2 separate regions of the Mus musculus genome follow, and region 1 is linked to region 2. A link is a contact called in public Hi-C data. All regions are on one chromosome and are shown on one strand. Each heading gives the region's core, a stretch centred on a gene start, on an enhancer-like site or on the middle of the called end of the contact. The rest is flanking DNA. Distances are from core to core; before and after follow the strand shown.

The links. A called contact is a pair of places that touch in the nucleus more often than the background predicts.
Region 1: a contact with region 2 is called in a Hi-C map of the AML12 cell line, with 4 times the contacts expected there. The contact joins two enhancer-like sites. A contact is called at or near these places in 1 of 484 Hi-C or Micro-C datasets (the AML12 cell line) and 1 of 115 datasets of contacts at active chromatin or transcription factors (fibro-adipogenic progenitors).

What each region holds. Positions count from the first base shown.
Region 1 is chr7:74,625,370-74,630,984 of GRCm38.p6, reverse strand. Gm39037 (a long non-coding RNA gene) reads right to left here and starts at 4,735. Exons shown (of 2, transcript XR_001778346.1): 1 at 4,529-4,735; 2 at 3,471-3,845. Within about 2 kb of position 1,719, at least 7 of the 459 cell types and tissues checked have an H3K27ac peak or open chromatin away from gene starts, as enhancers often do. A contact at or near this core is called in the AML12 cell line, where this site is marked.
Region 2 is chr7:74,375,494-74,381,131 of GRCm38.p6, reverse strand. The region is part of intron 2 of Slco3a1 (solute carrier organic anion transporter family, member 3a1); the gene reads left to right. Among named protein-coding and RNA genes, the nearest start is that of Slco3a1, 180 kb to the left of the region's middle. Within about 2 kb of position 4,256, at least 80 of the 459 cell types and tissues checked have an H3K27ac peak or open chromatin away from gene starts, as enhancers often do. A contact at or near this core is called in the AML12 cell line, where this site is marked.

The DNA.
Region 1 (5,615 bases), core at 470-2,969, 250 kb before region 2:
CTGGTGTTCCACTGTACTTAGACATATAAAGTTTTCACGACCAATGGGCCTCTCTTTACACTGATGCTGACTAGGCCATCTTCTGATACATATGTAGCTAGAGACAGATCTCTGGGGGGTACTGGTTAGTTCATAATGTTGTTCCACCTATAGGGTTGCATTTCCCTTTAGCTCCTTGGGTACTTTCTCTAGCTCTTCTATTGGGGGCCCTGTGATCCATCCAATAGCTGACTGTGAGCAACCACTTCTGTGTTTGCTAGGCCAAATCAATCACATTTTTTTTTGCTTACTTCACAAAATACTTCACAAATCTTTACACCCGTATTTAATTTTGGTTCCAAGTCTTGCTCATCGAAATCATCTAGAATCTTGATTCTGTCAAATATTGCATTTCCATCCCTGTGACAGTTTCCCTGTTCTTCGAACTAAACATTTAGTGCTTCCGGGGTAGAGGCTACATTCTCTGGCTCCTGGGAATCAGAAAGTGAATGAATTAATGGTGCTTAGGTGCCGTGACCACCCAGAGAGATATGGAGTCTGAATGAATAGTGATAGCTTGATTACTGATATCACTAACATGCTGTGTGAATGGCAGATCACCCACAGGCAAACCAAAGTCAGTAAGATGGAAAATCATTTCTCTTCCCGTTAAAATGACTCACTGGTAATGTGATAAAAGATTCATATCTCCACTACAGTTTTAGAAAATCCATCAGCAGTTTCTGAAAAATAATCAATGAATCAATGATTTAATTCATGTTTCCACAGATCTGCCTCTCCCTCTATCTCTATTGCCTATCTGTGTACACACCCATTTAGCTACTTCTTGGTCTACCTTGGTCTGCCTACCTATCTATCCAGGTAACCAGCTAACTCAGAGAACAACTGGCTAAAAGTCAGAAAAACTCTGGGTGGGATTTTGCCTTTTTTGTGTGTTTGTTGATCCAGTGACTGGCCCAAAGCTCTCTGTTTTAGGATGACAATTTTCATATGTCATCAACATTTTTAATATGAATAAACATCATCCCTTGATACTACAACATGAAAGACAAAGCTTGAACTTCATTTTCTTCTCTCCTTCCTGTGGCCCAGTGGCCATGGAGACCTGCCGGCATGCCATCTCACATATTACTTATCATTATCCCTTGACTGACCTCATTGTCTTTCTAGACACTGGGAAACGAAGGGTCTGAGGTGACCAAGCTCTGAGGAATCCTTCCAGCCAGACATCTATTGATCCTTTACTCAAGGTGAGGCTGTTTGGTGTTGGAATTTTTATGTAGATCTTTGCCTTTAAGATAGTGATTCTCTTTTTAAGAGCTGTTATAGGCAAGAGTTGATAGAGGCAGGAATAGAACATGTTTGGTAATTTTATTTCTTCTTCAAAACCCTTTCTTAATGTTTGTAAGTGAAAGGTGTGAGGGGTGTCACTTTCTGGAGTATGGATTTTGTTGAATAGCCAGAGTAACTTGGGAAGAAATTTCTATCAAATCTGTGTGAAGCCTTGTGCAAATAGAGATTCAGCATGGATGCAGCATTCATACTCATCTATAAATAACTCATGGCTATTGTTTCTACAGATGTCCGAAACAATGCATGTCAGGAAAAGGCATTTGAAAAATCAGGAGCTTCCCCTAAACCCAAGACTACATTCTGTGACCCATCGAGTCAGTTCCAGGCATTCCTGGAGGCCACCAAAGACAGCCACAGCCCTGGCGGAATGAGGAAATAAACATTTGTTACAGAGAAGCCCAGGGGCTGGGAATGAGCAGCAAGCTAGGAGAGTCCATGAGCATAGAAATTAGTGTTGGAAAAGTATAATCTTGAACTTTTGTCTGATCACTAAAATGTATCCCCTGGATTGCTTTTGAGGGAATCACTATGGATGGATTCACGGGACATATGCTATATGTAGTCTCACTGGAACTTCAGGGAAGTCCTAACTTGAGTTTCATTGCATAGGTCTACTAGATGCGTTTTAAGGGACAGAGTGAACCAACATTGGTTAAATATTTACCACTTTCCAAACACTAAGAAAAAAATGATTAAATCTCAAAAGAATCCATTGAAATACTAGCTCATTTGAGATATGAGAAAAATGACCCCTGCAGAGGGGTACATATCTAACTCACCCAGTACAGAAAAGGCATCGATGAATTATATTCTCCTAGCACTTTTGGTCTACCATGTAGAAAGTAATACCATGTAATGTCACTGGAATTCTATATTTAAAAATGTAAGTAAACATTAGCCATAAAGTACTGGATAGCCAGGCTATAATCCACAGACCCCAAAGGAGCTAAGTAACAAGGAAGGCCCAAGAAAGGATGCTTGAATTCACTTAGAAGAAGAAATAAAATAGGCATTGGGAGTGGATGAAAGAGGGAATTGGGGTAGTGGAATAAACAGGAATGGGGGGGGGCAATCAGGTGTGGGGAGAGTAGGGTGGGGGGAGGGTTGGGAGAGAAAACAGAAATTGGTAGAGGGGGCATCTCTGAGACAAGCCGGAGACCTTGGAAGGGGGAGACTCCTCAGAGTTTGTGGAGGTGACCCTAGCTGAGGCTCCTAGCAGCTGGGGATATGGAGCCTGAAGTGACAAACTCCTGCAGTCAGGCAGGACTTCCAATGTAGGGAGGGGGAGACCAACCTACCACAAAACCTTTGACTTGACAGCCTATAAGATGTGTGGGGATAAAGATGAAGCAGAGATTGGAAGAATGACTAATGACTAGTCCAACTTGAGACCCACCCCATGGGAGGGAGCCAACTCCTGACACTATTATTAACACTATGTTATGCTTGCAGACAGGAGCCTAGCATAACTATCTCCTGAGAGGCTTCATCCAGTAGCGGATGGAAACAGAGGCAGAGATCCACAGCCAAACATCAGGCGGAGCTTTCGGAATCCTGTGGATGAGTGGGGAATAGGATTATGTGAGCTGCGCTGTTCAAGAATACCACAAGAAGACCTACAGAGTCAACTAACCTGGGCCCATGAGAGCTCACAGAGATTGAATCACCAACCAGAGTATGCAAGGGATAGACTTAGGCTCCCTACACATTTGTAGCAAATATGCATCTTGGTTTTCATGTGGATCCCCTAACACTTAGAGCAGGGCTGTCTTTGACTCTGTTGCCTGTCTTTGGATCTCTTTCTCCTATCTGGGTTGCCTTGTGTGGCCTCAGTGGGAGAGGATGTACTTAGTCCTGCTGCCTCTTGATGTATCAGGGTCAGTTGGTACCCAGGGGTCCACATCCTCTCAGAGGAGAAGGGGAGGTGGCAGGGGGAGGGGGATGTGAGGATGGAACTGGGAGGAAAGGAGGCAGTGGGTAGTGATCAGGATGTAAAGTGAATAAAAATAAATAAAAAGGTTACCTATAAAATGCTACCAATAATAACAAAATATTAATACATCTATAAACATCATTGCTGTAGAAAAAAATCTCTACAAATCTCTGGAGTACTGGACTCTTTGTTCAGTAATCAAGTTTATATCCTATTTCAATTCAGTAAGCTCTTCTGCAGCACTTGCTCCAGAAAAAAGATCAGCATATGTTTGTCCAGAAAAAGCCACAGCTCCATAGACTTGCTTTAGTAGTCAATGGGCCTTTCAGGATTACAGAGAAAGTGGTGTGTGTGTGTGTGTGTGTGTGTGTGTGTGTGTGTGTGTGTGTGTAGCTTTTATTTCATCTGCAGAAATTTCCTAATCCTCTCAAATTTAGAGTCTGGGCTTGGCAATGTATCTTGAAGTCCCAGCACATAGGCTGAAGAAGGAGGACTGCCGTGAGTGTGAGGCCAGTTTTCATAATAAGTTCCAAGCAAATCTGAGCTCCAGAATCAGGGTCTGTATAGACAAAACACAACACAAAAATAAGTAAATGGAATTTGAGGGATAATGTAATAGATTTGCTGAACTATTACTGTGAGTCTCCAGTTACTTCAGACAACTTAAGGATGGACCATATGAGCAAGCAAGGAGGCAGTTGCTTAAAATGATATAATGAATCCTTAAGAGGCAATCAGGAGAAATCCACTGTACAGAGTGAGGGGACAGTCTCCACACACTTAGTATGATGTGCCTCATCCCCACCTCCTTCCACCAGTCCTGAGTGCCCATTGGGAAAGACCCCAGCTCCCAGGACACATCCAGAACACAGGGTCAACTCAGCATCCTGAACTGCAAGGATTGAACACACGTACTACCACACTCAGGCAGTACTGCTTTGAAAGGCACTAAATCCATATGTAACAATCTGGAAGCAGGCATCCTCTGCTGCTCAGCAATGCTTCATTTCCATATGGCTTTTGCCTGTAAGCACAAGCCATATGTGAAATGGCTTGTATCAGAAGTCCTGGGCATACAAAGGAAGATATGAGCTGATGGAAATGCTCAGACCCTGGAGTAGAACTGAAAATTGTTATAACTTTATATTATTTAATCTATTTACTCATTATTGTTTGTTGCTTATTTGTATTGAGACAAGTTCTCTCTATGTAGCCTAGGCTGTCCTCAAATCCATGACTTACCTGCCTCAACATCCAGAGTTGGAAGGACTGAGCATATGCACTGCCACATTCAGCTAGTACTGCTTTGAAAGGGACTAAACCAATGTGTAATCATCTCGAAGCGTGTATCTTCTGCTGCTCAGCAGTGCTTCATTTCCATAGTAATGTTTTTTTGACTGTAAACATGAGTAGCCAGGCAGCAGAATTCCATTATCATATTGCATATTGTATGGAGTGACAGAAATAAAGCAAAAGCATTATATAATATAATATATATATAATATATAATATATATATATATATATATATATATATATATATATATATATATCAATGGAAGGCAGAGTTTTATTTAAAAGGTTGCACAGGATCAAAAGTGAAGAGCAGCTGAAATGAATGAAATAGGGTTATGACATAGTTTGTGTCCATTGCTGTGACAAACACTGTAAATAAAAGCTGCTGAGGAGAAAACAACGTCACAGTCTGTCATCAAGGGAAACCAGGGTGGGAGCTCAAGTATGACCCTGGGGTCAGTCACTGAATCAGAAACCATGGAGGAATCCTATGCCCTGCTTTGCTCTCTGACTTGCTCAGCTGTCTTCCTTATACAGCTCAGGCTTAGATGCTTTGGATTGGCACTATCCACAGTGAGCAGGGCCCTCTTACAACAATCATGATTTAACAAGTGCCCCACAGACATGCACATAGACTTATCTGATGACAGCAATTTCTCAATTCAGTTTCCCCTCCCCTGGTGACTCAAGTTTATGTTCAGTTGACAGAAAAATAACCAGAATAGACTATATATTCAAACATGTAAAATCTCAATGCAAGTGCTTAACCACTTTTTTTTTAAAAATAAAAATGAAGAGCTAAGGAGATGATCCAGTTAGTTAAGTGCCTACACTTAAGGCACAAGAAACTAAATTCATAACCCCAGAACCAATGTTAAAAAGTCAGGCACAGTGACTCATATCTGTAGTAACCCCAGAGTTCTGAGGCACAGACAGGAGGACCCCTAAGGCTCGTCAGCCAGTTCTTCCCAAATGAATGGACTTCAGATTCACTGGAGGGCTCTGTGTCCAGGCGGGAAGGTTGGTCTCCAAGC
Region 2 (5,638 bases), core at 3,007-5,506:
TTCTACTCTGCATTTATTAACATTTTCCTCCATACTCCCCACCAGCTAGCCTTCTCCAAAGTCTAAAGAACTCAGGGGACTGAGATAGCTCAGACAGTAAAGGTGCTTGTCACCAAGCCTGGTAGCCTGAATCTGATCCCCAGAACTGACATGGTAAAAGGAGAGAACTGAGTCACAATTTGTTTTCTGCTCTCTACATGCACATGGTAGTATGCACACATGCACACACACAGAAACGAATAAATAAATGTGATTGATGTTTTTTAAAGGAATCAAGACTAAGTACTTTTCCTAGTCTAATGTCTCTGCTGTAATAAAAGGAGATTTGGCTAAGGCTAAGTAACATGAATGCACAGCTGGCCTTTCCCATGCAGCCCTGCATCCAGAGTAATTTAGGGAGGTACTTTTTGCCCAAACCTCTTTATAGTTCCTTTTCTTTTTCTGTTACAGTGTCACTGAGATACAATTTATATGCCATAAAATTTGCTTGTTTTATATGTGTAATTCACAGAGTTGTGCAGCCATTGCTACAAATCAATATTAAAGCCCTTATAACACCCCTGTTATTTCTCTTTTAAAGTAGATAAAAAGTTATATGATCGCCTTGTTGGGCCTGGTGAGCTCACGACTGCTGAGTTTGAAATAAGGATGAGAGAGAGCATTGGAGTTCCAGCTATAAGTGAGTGCCAACAGAGCCGCTCCTTTCTCTGTCTCTCCTATGAGTCCCAGAGCCCAGGGAGTTTGATCCTCTCTGAACCCAACAGCCTCAACATGGCATGTGAGTTCCAGGCTGTTTTTCTTGAATCCTTGATGACAGAGCCATCGCTGTGTTCATACAGCACAAACAAGCCAAGCAGAGGACGTGGCCTTGTAGTGGTGGAGAAGAACCAAGAACAGTACTTTCCTGTCTCCTTGCTGTGTATGTCGGGGGTGGGGAGCAAAAGAAAGCATTACTGAGTAAAGACATTAATGGAATGTCAGGTGTCATCAACTGGATCATTAAATAAGGCTCATTAGTTGCCTGACTGCAAGTAGACCGTACTATACCTTTATAGACAGGCTTTCAAGTATCATAAGCATCAGTGTAGAATGCATTAATGCCTTCCTCAGCAGTCACTAGCCCTCCCTAGAATGGAATGCTTCCTGTCCAGCCAGCCTGCCTTCATAAAATACCAGAGAGTGAGCAGTTTCCTAACAACAGATATTAATTTTTATTTTATCATCATTTTATTAATTCTTTGACGATATTATATTTTGTCATATTCACCCACACACACTTCTTCCCTAACTCCTCCCAGATTTATCCTTCCTCCCTCTGTCCCAAAGTCCAGGGATTCTCATGTATGCTGGCCATCTACTCCTGAATGTAGAGCTCTCCACTGGAGCATGAGCAACCTATCATGAGCCACACCCTTAAGGGAAATGGATTTTCTTTCTCCCAGAAACCATCAACGTCCATAACTCCTTGCATAGGATCTGTGGCTCATGAATCCCTTCCCACTTCATACCCGGATGATGACTGCTTTGATCGTGTGAGGATCTTGTGCTAGAAAACATAGCTGCTGTGACCTCATGATCACAACAGGCCTGTCATGTCCGGAAGGTCACTGTCATGTCCAGAAGGTCACTCCAGCCTTCCCAGAACTTTGACACTTTCACTCTTTCTACCCCTTTTGTGATGGTCCCTGAGCCTTAGGGAGGGTGTGACATGTATGTTCTATTTATGGATGAGCAATACACTGGCAGTTATTCTTTGCACTTTGACCAGTTATGAGTTTCTGCAATAGCCACTACACACTGCACATAGAAATTTCTCTGATGGGGGTCTGAGAGCTGCGGTAATCTATGGGTTTTAGAGGCTGTTTGATGCTATGACCATTTAGCAAAATAACAGTAGTAGCTTCATCACTTTGACCTGTAAACTCCCAGCCATGGGTTCTTGGTCAGGTTTACATTACCAGGCATGTGTTTGCACCTGTGGAACAGGTCCTGAATCCAATTGCCAATTGGTTACCACCATATCATTCATTCCACCATTGCATTCCTGGAAGTGTCTTTCCCTAGTGGTCATATTGCAGTTCACATGGCCTTACCACTGGGTAATAATACTGATGACTTTCTCTGTAACAGCCTGCATAAGGTTTGCCAGTAATATAAAGCTAGCCAGCCAGGAAAATGCTTCCTGATCAGTACCATCTCAATGTCTCTCTATGATGCGACATATATGCATGGTATCATCTGCAGTAGGGTCTTACCACCAAGTTCTGGTGAGGAATTGGGAACAATGGCAATAGCCTGTACTATTTGGAGGGTCTCCAGGACACCTCTGACCAACAACTCAAGGACTGGTAACCTATACTTGCACTGAACTTTTATGTTCATTACAGAAACCATAGACTGCCAAACAGATATGTCATTTTATTTTTGTAGTTCCGGGGACTGGATATCCAGGATCAAAGCCTTAGTAAAGTATCCAGACAAGAGGCTACTTTTTGGCTCCTAGATGAACATCTTGCTGTATCCTAACAGGGCAGGCAAAGTGGGAAAACCTCCTAGGTATCGTATATAAGGTGACTAATTTCATTCTAAGGGTTCTGTCCATACGATCTAGTTGTCTCTAAACATCCTCATCTTGAGGGTTAAGGTTTCTCCCGGGGATTTCAGGAGAGCTGAAGCAGTCATGGCATGGTAACACTCTGGCCCTAACTATCCACCCCCAGGCTGCCTGCTAACAACACTGCTGTGCACGCTCAGATGGGTGAGTGTATTTGAGTTACAGATGTGGGAAGCTGATGTCTTCGGCTACAGTAGCATGATGCTGAAAGAAAAAAAAAAACAAAGCCCTCAGGGAGTTAGAATTAGACCTTTGCTGTTCAGCAAACTGGGTACCTATCACAAACCATGGGAATCCCAATCCGTCTCCCACCCAACCTTCAAATATGAATCTACTACTTACTGCTTACGGCGCTACTTACTCCATTCTGTTTTCCTGTTCAGAAAAAGGGAAGTGAGCTCCAAACCTAATTAAGATAGTGTTTAAGCCTTGGAACTAAACTCATTCACAAACCAATTGCACTGGGGCTCTGAGCCTTGTCTGGCCACCCCACGTTGTACGTGTGGTTCAAATTATGATCACTTATCATTAATTCTCTAGTTTAAGGACTGGAGAAGGCTTTTAAGAGTTGACTCCGCCGCTCCCCACGCTCGGTCGGATCACAAGGCTCCAGGCAGTTTGCAGTCAGCGCAGAGGCTCCATCCAGACTGAAGCATGTCTCAGAACACGCTCCTCTATAATTAACAGCTGCAGGCGCTTAGAATGTTCTGTCTGTGTGGCATCATCTGCCCTGTTCCTTGGCTGTCGGAGCTAGAAAGCTGGAGGATCCAGAGCCTCCTTTGAGTTCCCTATTCTCTGCCTTCCCCTCATTAGGGTTTGGACGTAGTGTATCTACACTTACTCGCCACGTCCCTCCTAACTGTGTAGCTGAGAAGACCCAGAACCTTCTGAGCCTCACCTGTCCCATCTGTATCGCACTGTATCTCCAACCTGCTTCGCATGGCAGTTCCTTGGAATCCAACCCTTACTTTAAGACTTATACTCAGAGTCAATCCTACTGGGTATTATTGAAACACAGTTATTGCAGAGGTCACAGATTACCGAGTCTATGCGCTGAATCAGGGGTTTTCCCTCAGGGACATTTCTACCCGCCTAGGGATAACGGGAAACCTCTGGGCAGTTTGGGTTATCAGGGCTTCAGGAAGAGAGTCCACCTAAGTACCTGAAATACCCAGGACAGCATCCTACCCAATCCAGGAATTACTTAGCTTTTGATAGCTGGGGCTCAGAGGTCCTGACCTAAGGAAACTAACCCAGATGTACATGCAGGTATTTTTGATGCAATGTGATAACAGTTTGAGAACTGGTGCATACAGAGGGCGGAGACTCTGTGGTTCTCAGTGAGGGGTCATCTCCCCTGTCCTTCGATCGATGCTGTACTGCAATATCTGAGGAAGAAGTCATTGGCACTCACAATTTTGTTTTGTGAGAGCAGTGTTATCCCATGCATACAGATCTGTCTAGTGATCCTGCAAGACCCAGTTCTCAGTTCCGATGCTTCCCCATCAACATCCACACCTAGATGAAAGGCTCCAGGTTAAAGGGACTCCAGGGTAGGAGCCCAGCCGGCTAGGGGAAGAGGCATCCCTCAACCATGAAAATTCCTTTGCGTTTGCCTTCGCTGCTGAGATCTGCTGGGGAAGTTATGAATGAGTCACTATGAATCATTGGGGAATGCCCTCCCCGGAGCGACTGTGCTGGAGAATCCACACAGAAATCTGTCGTGTCTTTTCCTGCCTCTCTCCCCAAAGACTGCAAATAAAGCCAGAAGTCGTTAACGTGACTAGAGCTATAACTTTATACTGTTAAAGTAAGAAAAGTAAAGAATGCTAAAAGCAGCCAAATAGGGTGGATTCTTGCTCAGATTCAAGAAGGGCAGAGTACAGTGAAGACTCAAGACATTGTGCTGTGTGGGCATGAGGCTCATTCAGAGCCAGCTGCTCTCCAAGCGTGTCATCCTCTGCCCCCAGCGAGGTGAAGGCAGAGTGGAAAGATCACATGGCCTTTGATTCACAAAACCAGAATTATCACACCACTGGCTTTCCTTGGCTTAGTGGTCTGCAAAGGGAGTTTTGGTGGTAACTCCCACCACTGTTTCGGGATACAGTAAGTTAAGGCCATGAAAGCTAAGCAACCATTCAGAATTAACATTAGGTGTCAGGGCATGAGAGCATCAGTGTGTCTTTCCTGTAAACAGGGCATCCTGCAGTATTTACAGCTGAAATGATGTCTGGGATGGGCACCAATATTCCACAGGATAAGAGGAGCAGGGGAAAGTGATAGGACAGTGAGCACCCATTGATGTTGGCTATGGATAGGGATGGGTATCTAGACATTCACTATGTAGTCTGTGCTGATTAGGGTTAGGGTCCCTCCCAGTCTGCCCACACATGGAGCTCTGCTCTCTGAGAACTCACCTCCCTACTCAGAGAGGGCCAACACAGAAATCTGGGAGTTAGGCATCCAACACTTCTAAACCATTTTCTGGGAACTGGCTAAGAACTGTGGAAAGGAACAAGCAAGCTGGGGGACTACTGAGGTGAAAGATGAGCTTAAGGCAGGGGGCCATTGCAATCAGTGTGTTAGACTGAGCGGGACCTGGAGGACCTGGTATTCATAGAGATGGAAGAGAGAAAAACAGCCCAACCCTAATGCTCTTGTCTGTCCCAGGCCCTTTGCCCCATCCCTGGGGTGTGAGACATAGGTGGAGTAGCTCTGATCTTGGGGCATCTCCCAGTCTTCTGGGCTACAGAAGAGGGAACACAGAGTCCTCTCAGTTGGAAGGGATTCAGAGGACAGGGCGGAGGACTTTGGAACTGGCGAAGTAAAGGCACTTACACACCCCCTTTAGCCTTTAACAAAACACAAGTCAGAGGCAGAGTGTGGCAGTAAAGTGCTGTACATCTCTGTAGCTCAGAAAAATGCCCCGTGGTGTGAGGTTACACAGGCTAAATGGCGGCTCCAAGTAGCCATCCTGATGGAAGTGTCTAGGGTGGCGTTGAGGGTCGCTGTGACTATTCCTTG